Regions from separate parts of the Gossypium hirsutum genome. Here region 2 is linked to region 1. Evidence: chromatin contacts called from public Hi-C data. All regions are on one chromosome and are shown on one strand. The core of a region is the stretch at or near the end of the contact, and the rest is flanking DNA. Distances in the headings are between cores, read along the strand shown. Region 1 has its middle 6.9 kb from the start of LOC107951741. Region 2 holds the start of LOC107951699 (GLABRA2 expression modulator).

Evidence for each region. A called contact is a pair of places that touch in the nucleus more often than the background predicts.
Region 2: a Hi-C map of leaf shows a contact between it and region 1, with 2.8 times the contacts expected there. The contact joins the promoter of LOC107951699 here to the enhancer-like site in region 1. A contact is called at or near these places in 2 of 34 Hi-C or Micro-C datasets (both in leaf).

What each region holds. Positions count from the first base shown.
Region 1 is chrA02:97,972,893-97,977,634 of Gossypium_hirsutum_v2.1, reverse strand. No RefSeq gene overlaps it. Among protein-coding and RNA genes, the nearest start is that of LOC107951741, 6.9 kb to the right of the region's middle. Within about 2 kb of position 3,159, at least 3 of the 9 cell types and tissues checked have an H3K27ac peak or open chromatin away from gene starts, as enhancers often do. A contact at or near this core is called in leaf, where this site is marked.
Region 2 is chrA02:98,327,888-98,332,550 of Gossypium_hirsutum_v2.1, reverse strand. It overlaps LOC107951699 (GLABRA2 expression modulator), which reads right to left and starts at 2,894. Exons shown (of 4, transcript XM_016886826.2): 1 at 2,394-2,894; 2 at 2,208-2,309; 3 at 157-428. The coding sequence starts at 2,748.

The DNA.
Region 1 (4,742 bases), core at 1,910-4,409:
AATTTCATATGCTAAAAAAAAATAAAATAATTCAAGCTGATAACATAATTCAAAATTGAAATTGCCGATTAAATCAATCATTGGTGTTGCGTGACAAGGGAAAGTAGTTTTAAGAAAATTGACATCCACTAGCAATATATATGTTCCTCATTTTCTTTATTTATTTTCTTCAAACTTGGAGCTTTATTTAGATGCAAAGTATCCACGGTTAGGCTGAGATGGAAAAGTAATAAAATAAATGGAAACCCCAACATCATCTTAATTAATTAACCTCCACATTATCTGTCCTAATAAAGAATCTAACTAATGGCAACATTTGGAAATATGGCTCTACTTATAACTCCATGCCCTTATTCCAACTCTTACATCAAAACAATCGAATCATTCTATCGCCCATAGTTTTGCTTCCAAGACCTTGAGCGAACCAATAAGAAAAACCTTTTTAAGAAATCAAATCATCAATATTACAATATTACATCCATTAATTAAAGATATATAGTAAAATTTTCAAAAAGTACAAAATTGTGTAGTCAATCTTCACTTTTGAAGCAGTTAATACTTTATCTTGTTTTAAAGAACTCGTCCTAGATTCATTTAATTCTTGAAAAACAAAATTCACACTCCTATCTAAGAGCAAGTGTTGGGGTCTCCAAATATATTGCAGAGTAAGTTCATCCAACTTTAATTTATTTCTCATTACTACTATTGCTATTTACCCCTTGAAAACCAAAATTCACACTCTTATTTAGGAAGAAGTATTGAGATCCCGGATATGTTGTATTTTTTATTTTCTTACAACATATTTAGAGAGTTTGATTGAAATTTAACTCAATCACATTGTTACTAATGTAATAATTAAGAGAATATGGGCTTGTGCAGGGATGCCGTTGGGGAGCTAGCAAAGGTCCCGGTTCCCTAAAAATGTAAGTTTTACAAAATTTTAATTTAATAAAAGGTCAATTTACACTTTAACTAAATTTGATTTAGTCGTTTAAAAATTATAAAGATATAAACCATTAAAATTTTAAAATTATATTTTAACCCTCATAAAAATATTCAACTTAATCCCGATCTCTAGAAAACTATTTTGGCTTCATCCCTTAGTTTAACGGCATTTAATCGCATTTTCTTCTATATTACAAATTAAGGAAAACTTATGGGTAAAATTAAGTATTTTATAGAAAAAGAAAACATATTTAAAGAGAATAAATTACACTGGACTTAATCCTGATGTATGATACCAATATACAACAATCTTATCAATGCAACTGTGACTTTGTTGGCAGATATATTGGAGCTACGTCAATGGCTTCCATAACATTAAAATCCAGCTAGGTGGAGGCTGCTTGTTTTGTTGATGACCCATGGTTACCTATAATGAAAGATGGATTTGGTTGATGTCATGGTGTGGGTTTCATATACGCAACATTATGTGCGGCTAGGAAGAAGTGGTAGGAGATGCTTTGTCTTAACCAAGCAGACAAAGGAACCCTACAAAGGTCAAATCTCCGGCTACAGCATCATTGATTTGATAACATATCCAAGCAATAAGTAGAGCTAGTTGCCATATCCATGCAAATATCAGCCCCCACCAAGGTTCTCGCAAATCGGCGTTTTCTGATTTTCACATATACTGGAGATGTACTGCGCCTAATCGATAAAGCAGCTGTAAATTCTTGTCGAGCCTACACAATTGGATGAGTGATGGGCAATTCACCACCATAAGAGGCTAGTTTCGAAAAGAGGCCCCTACCTTCGAGTTTGAACTTAAAACTCGGACTCTATTTTTTAACTCTTCCGTGTTGGGTTGGTAGGTCAAATGTTGTTAATTTGTAAGTAAAGCGTAACCAATGCGAGATTCACTATCACTACAAGAGATGATATTGAATGGGGTTCGATCTCGATTGCTTAAAAATTCTATTCCCTAGTTTTTTTAACTGTTGATTGATTTTTAGCTCGATTGATATGAGCATTATTACTAATGTAATAACATGTGAGTTCAAATGCGTTGAAACGCATTATTCTCCTATTTATGAGTTGGGAGGTGCTATGAATAATTCTAAGCATTTTGTCAAAAAGAGGTATGACCAGAACTTATAATAAGATTGTTAAAAATAATTACTTATTAAATAAAGTTAATCTCTTTATTAAATCATGTTATTAGATATCAACAGTGAATTGTGCTATTAAATTTCTAAATAAAATAATTGCATTTTTATCCTTCAAGAAATTAATAATTTAATTTAAACTCTTTTAGGATTAAATTTTATGTTTTGAACACCCAAAAGTTTATTATTTTATTTCAACCTTTTAATACCAAATTCTTAATTGCACCCCTATTGTTGGGTCAAGTAGTAAGGAGTTTGATGTCCCTTAATATTTTCTATATTGATTATTGAGTCTTGTGATCGGAAAAAAACAATGCCAGAAGAGCTTTTCCCTATTTAAGAGTCCAACCTAGCTTAAGTCTAGAAAGCCCAATCTGCCTTCCAAATATTAATGCTACATTTGGTGGGAGTACTATTTTTTACAAATGTTTTAGTATATAAGTTAGCAATAAACTAATTTAATCAGTAAAATTTAACCATTTTCATGACTTATTTTTAGTAAAGAGAAGAAAAAATTTCCACTTCTTTTAAAAATGTCTTATTTTATACAAGAGTTTCTAATTACAAGTTTAAAATTGTATTAAGTACTATTCTTTATTTTATGTCTAATAAGTTCTACACTATTAACCATATGAGGCATAACTCCCGGTTAAATAGAACAATTTTCTTCCATCAAATATACACACATTATAAGTTGAAATGAAATGGATGGTTGTTTAATTTGGGTGAAAGATTAGATTAAGTGTGCATGGCTCCACATTCTTATATTTAATCAAAGTAGCAAAGAGAAGTAGTCTTGGTAATAGAATCAATCAACTGCTTCTCTCGATCATCAAACTCAAATCAATTTTTGCTTTTTTTTTCCCAATGTCATTGAAATATCTTTTCATCACATGCAGCTATATAATTTTAGTGCTAAAAAGGATAAAAGAAAATCCAAAAAAAGGAGGTTGATAGTTTGCCTTTGTAGGAAAAATCCAACCCAAATCCCTCTCCTACCATGCATGATGGCAACCAAATATTCAAACAAAGAGGGTTTAGTCTGCCCCCAAATTAGGGCATGGAAATATCCCAATCCAAGACACCTGTTGTGGGGATTCATTTTTTGGGGGGTTGTTCTTTGACACAAAAGTCAAGAAACAATAAAACGAGTGAAACATATGGGGCAAATGGCGAATGGCAAATGACAAATGACAAATGACAAATGCCATGACGTCGTCATAATGGCATGATTGAGGAAAAAACCTTTTTTCTTTGGGGTATAAAAAAGGAGGCTTCAACAGTCAATACCACTTTTCAGTTTTATGTTGGGGGGTTTTATTTTAATGATATTTTGAGGTTAATTAATATGCCTATTCTAGTATCTATAACATATAATTCAACAATATAATTAAAAATATTAAACTACATATTAATCATTAAATTATAAATAAGTTTTCATTTTAATTATTTAATTAAAAAATTATAATTTAATTATTAAACTGTTTGAAAGTTTTTATTTAAACTACTAGGTTGTTAAGTTTTTATTTTTAAGGTTCCGCTAGTGAGCTCTAAGCGACAATTTAACGATCAATACGGTAGATCAATACCCATCGATGAGTAGAAGAACATACCTTAGATCTAATTCGATTTGACGATCAAAATTGGAGATGAAAAAAAAAGCTATTTGAATTTTGGTTCGTAGATTCATGACGTTCAAAGTTGTTTTATGAAAAAAAAACTGAACTTTAGAAGAGAAGAGAAAAGATAACTTTTGATTGGAACAGACAATGCAAACACAGAAGCGATATAGCATCGATTTTAATAACCCAGTGACTTAAATTTTAAGTAATTCAATGACCAAATAGTAACTCTTTTTTTTAGTTAAGTAACCAGAGCAAAAACTTACCCATAATTTAATGACTAGTGGTATAGTTTACCTTTAAAAATATTACAGTTTCAATTAAAATAAATTATTATAAGTGAAAAACTAAAAGTTGATGTTATTTTTTAAGGTTAATTAATATAAGAAAAAAAAACCCATCCATAGTCACAGAGAGGAATTATAAAGGCATAATAACTTATTTAACCCTTCAACTTTATAAAAAAAAGTTATTTTCGCCGTTCATTTAATTTTTTTTGCCTTTTTTAACTCTTAAATTTATATTTTTTTGTCAAATTACCTCAAATGAATGAAAAACTTAACTTTTTTTAACTTTGCTGACATTACATACACTTAGATTGCCACATGGATGACACATCAACATTTAATTAATTTTTAAAATTTAAAAATTAAAAAAACTATTTTTATAATTTAAAAATTCAAAAAGAAAACTAATTTTAAAAATTAAAAATTATTAAAAAATATAAAAATATATTCTTTAAATTTAAAAAATTAATTAAATATTGACGTGCCATCTATGTGACAATCCACATGTATGCCATGTAAATAAAGTTAATATACATTAACTTCTAAAATTGTACATGCCACCTACAAATCTATACTTTGAAGTCCTATACTTCCAAGAACGTTCGGGATACTTATAAAAGATATTATAGAAATCCTTTAGTTCATTCAATACCTCAACAATATTTTTCCAACCTTGTTTGTTGAATTATATGGCCAAGCCATAGTATCATCTAGCCATTGCCCAT
Region 2 (4,663 bases), core at 1,645-4,144, 360 kb before region 1:
CAGTAAGTCCCTATACTGTAAACCTGTACCCAAATGTTTTGATGCAAAAAAGTTACTGATGCAATATGTCTTCAACAGAATAAAGTGGAGGAAATAGGATCTCATTGTGACCAGTCCTTTTAAAATGGAAGCATGTTAAGGCTAATGCAAACAAACCTTGTAGTAGCTCCATTCAGTCTTGCTACCATTTTGATAGGAAAGAGGACTGTCACTGCAATACGCAAGCTTTGCTGTAGATACATATAAAACTCCCATGACAGGACCAGCCGATGTGGACAAGTAACATGCAAAAGAATTTTGAAGTTGCTCTTCAGGTACCGTCTCAAAAGTTTGTCTAAAAATTTTCTCATACCCACCTTCTGCTAAAACCTTTGTTCCCTGAGCAATTCTTCCCATGGCAGCCTCAGCAAAACTAGGACTTGTTTTTACTGATAAAGAAAAGCGAAAAACATATTTTCAGTAATTTTATGTATGTCATACTACTTCATAAGCAAGACAGAAGACAAAGGGTGAGAGCAAAAGGGGAAAAATCAGAAATAGCATATTATTTTAATTTGAAAGTGCCCACAAAATTTTCCATGTTTCTGTCTTTTGTAAAATTGAATCTTTGGCAATGTCCCATGCCCAAATAGAAGCAACAGTATGATTCTAAAAGGTGCCATACAAGACCAGTAGAAAAGAATCCAGGCACGATGAAGGATGCATAAGATCATTACTTTGTGATCATTCTGTGTATGACTAAGTTGAGGTAATGTAATGAATAATGACCAAAAAAGAGGCAATAATGTAGCGAATAAGGAGTTAGAGATGGCCTTAAGTACAAAAGGGATGTGCAATTGTGTTATAGACTGCTCAAGAAACAATGTAAGCATTAAGAAAGTGATGCACAATTTATATGATTGTAGCATGCACTTAAAGAAAGCAATTAGGTGGATGAATAGAGTTCTAATGTTAGAGACAGAAGGTGAGAAGTATAAGGAGAAAAAAAAAAAAAAAGAGACCCCAAAGTTGGACAAAGTTTAGGAGACATTTATAGTGCAAGAGCTGTCATCAACAAATGTCCACGAGACATCTCAACAAAGAAATAGCAAATATGGTTTGGATAATAATAATTCTATCGATTAGAAGAAACAAGAATATAACATCTCAACAAAGAAATAGCAAATATGGTTTGGATAATAATAATTCTATCGATTAGAAGAAACAAGAATATACTTTCAGTTATATTTAATATATGGGTAAGTTTTGAGCATCCCTAAGGATAAATCAGATGATACCCATGACTTAAGAAAACTAAAATGTTTAGACTTTAAATAATTAGCTATATGACTAAATGCAGAATAAAGGAACAACTAGCTTGCTTCTGATCCAAGGTCAACCACAGCAGACTAGAAAGCTCTTACTAACCATTGAGAGATATGGAAGCAATAACCACTAAATCTCTGGAAACTAATGCTACATCATGCCCCCCCCCTCCTCTTTTTTACTGAGCCATTCATAACACTAACTCTATGTTTGGGTAGATGCTTGTACAGAAGGTCCACCAGGTTTTCTCACCCCTGATTACCTCCCTCGGCTAGGGTGTAAATAAGTCACATTTTGCTTTGTCAAATATTTTATCAGCTCAAGTCTTTTGTTTGATTAAATGCAAGTCTATAACTCAAATCTTAAGCCTGCTTTATAAGAAGTGAACATGCCAATTGAGGAAACTGCAGTACGCTGACCTTAAATCTTACATCAAATTCTATTCTTTCCCTAGTAAATATTTAAGACACAAATGCTAACTCCAGCCAACACTTGACAAATCAATACTACATTTCCTAAAAGCATGTTAAAAACAAGAAAAAAGAATGAAGTTTATTACATTCTCTCCCTTTCCTTAATCACAATATCTAAAGTTGTCCAACATTGCCAAAATGATGCTTCCCTAATATCCTATAGTACTCTTAGAACTAGCGTGCTATACAAAACACGAACCCTACCAAATAGTTCACCCAGATATTAAACCCTAATTCAGTATCTGAGATTTCAGCTTTCAGTAATATCAACCAGCCAAAATGACCAAGCGCTCGATATCAATTCTAACCCTAAAAGCCCAATCGCAATAGAATTCATACCAGATACAAATCCAACCAAGAGGGGAAGCACCAAATATTAAAAATAAACTAGAAAGCAATTGAAATTCTAAAAGAAAACAGAAAAAATACAGTGCTGCCACGTGTTCCCGGCCAGATCCTCTGCTTTCCTCGTCGCTTCTGCCACCTTCCTCCCCCATCTCCCTAAGACATCCTTCACTGTGTCCATCTTCTCTGGTTCCAAGTTCAGAAAAGAAATAATTTAATAATTAATTTAAAAAAAAAATCAAAATAGAAATAAAATGTGTAATGGCTTGCCTTTGAAGGAAGCGGAAGAAGATTCCGTAGGCGGAGCATGAGTAACGTAAGGATTGGATCCGTCAGGAGCTGACATGGTGGAACTGTGATCCACAGCACGCGACTCGCTGATCAATTCCGGACTCCAATGAACTGATTTCCTCGATCCAGATGGTGACTGAACCGGTGATTGCTCGCTTTGAATCTGACTCACTTTCGGATTCTGAGTCTCTTTCTCTTCCTTTTCCTGAGGCTCTGATGTTGGAACCACAACAAAGCCCTCCGCATCCATTGCGGGATCCGAGTCTTTCAGGTTCGGTTCTCGGATCGGAGCTGAGCTGGAGTTGGGTTGCGTTTCTGTCTTCGTTTGTTCCATTGCTCTAGAATGTTCGAGGAAAAGCAGGCCGTGCGTAAAGTGGCATGAGGGATCGTTTGCTAGAAGTTTAGCAGGAGAGGAGACTGTTATTGAAAGCTTTAAGTGTTACGGGCTCCACCAACTTTGTCCTAAAATCCAATTAATAGATCTAATTTCATCCAGGAATCTATATTATCTTTCAATTTTGTTCTTAAGTTACATATTTGGTTAAATTTTGATATTAGTTGCTGTACTTTCTGTTTGTTTATAATTTCACCAATTTTTGGTTGCAACTCACAAAAAATAAATTTTAAAATCTAAATTGATTTTTTGAAAGTAAAATATTTTTAAGCAATTATTTTTTGAAAACTATTTTCAATAAAATAAATATTTTAATTCAAATCTAAAATATTTTAAATATATATTTCTTTATTTTTATAGCAAATCTCTAGTTGTCGATTTAAAATTGTTTCTTTTATATGTCAATGAAAGTTGATTTTTAATGAAAGTTGATTTTTAGAGGTGTTGCATCATATATATATATATATAGGAATAACTTACATATTTGTGTATTTTTAATTTATTTTTTGTTTGTTATTTTTATTAGAAGCTTTTAATGTTTATTTGAGGCTCTCAAAGTTTGAAGTTTTATTATGAAGTTATTATTTAATTTTTTTACTGAATTGATGTTAGGAATAAAAAATATATATAGTGAATCCTCTTCAGCTTAAGTCCTCATCTTGACAAGCTTATATGGCATTTTACTGTTGATGGTTAGTATAGTGTTAAGTCAGCCTACATAACAGCGATGAGCATGTACTCAAACGTGAATGAATTGGCTCGGGATGGACCTTGGCAACAAGTTTGGCAAGTGCAAGTTCTCCTCAAGTGAAGGAATTCATATGGCGTTGCCTGCACCATTTTCTTCCTGTTAAAATGCCGCTACTTGAGACGTGTATTGCGGTGTCGGCCGAATGTTACCAGGGCCATGGGGATGAGGATGTTGAACATGTTCTGTTGCATTGTTGTAAAGTGCAGGCAGTTCGATGGCCTGTAAATATCCCTACCGATAATGTTACATAGAATGATTTTTTGTTGGGACGGTTGGCTTTGTTATGTGGCCATGCGCCGAGGGCTTGTGCTTCTGTGGTAAATTTGGTTAGCCCAGAATCTCGTTCAATGGCAACATTGTGAGCTTTCTCCGTCTTGGGTTATCTATAATGCTGACTGTTTAGTGCAAGATTGAATGGTAGCCAACATGGTTTATACTTCTGCCACTGATCCGTCAGCCTCGGGTATGGTGGGTGTGGTTTAGGTCGGTGTGCGGGAGGGAGATGGCTTAGGTGGTGATACTCGTTCCTTGTTCGTATGGGACAATATGTTGGCAGTCACCTCATCATGGTTTTATCAAATTTAACGTTGATGTCCAGGAGTGAAGCTAGGCCGAAATTAAATTGTAACTTTTACTATAGTAATTTTTAAAGGATTAAATCAAAATTTTATCATTTTTAGTGGGGCCAAAGTACAATTCTACCTTTACTAATTTATAATTTTAAAAATTTTAAAAGATCAAAATGAAAAATTGAGTCGGGACCCCTGCCAATCCCCTTAGATTCGCCCCTGTTGATGCCTCAAAATTTGAAGACAAACATGCTATCGAGGTTGGCGGTGGTTATTCGCGACAATCATGGTCACCTAGTAATTATAATTTTAAAAATTTTAAAAGATCAAAATGAAAAATTGAGTCGGGACCCCTGCCAATCTCCTTAGATTCGCCCTTGTTGATGCCTCAAATTTTGAAGACAAACATGCTATCGAGGTTGGCGGTGGTTATTCGCGACAATCATGGTCACCTAGTAAAAGGCCTTACGGGGTTTGAAAGGGCGTCGTTCAGTCTTAGGATAATAGAGGTTTTTGTTGTCAGGGAGGCTTTGTC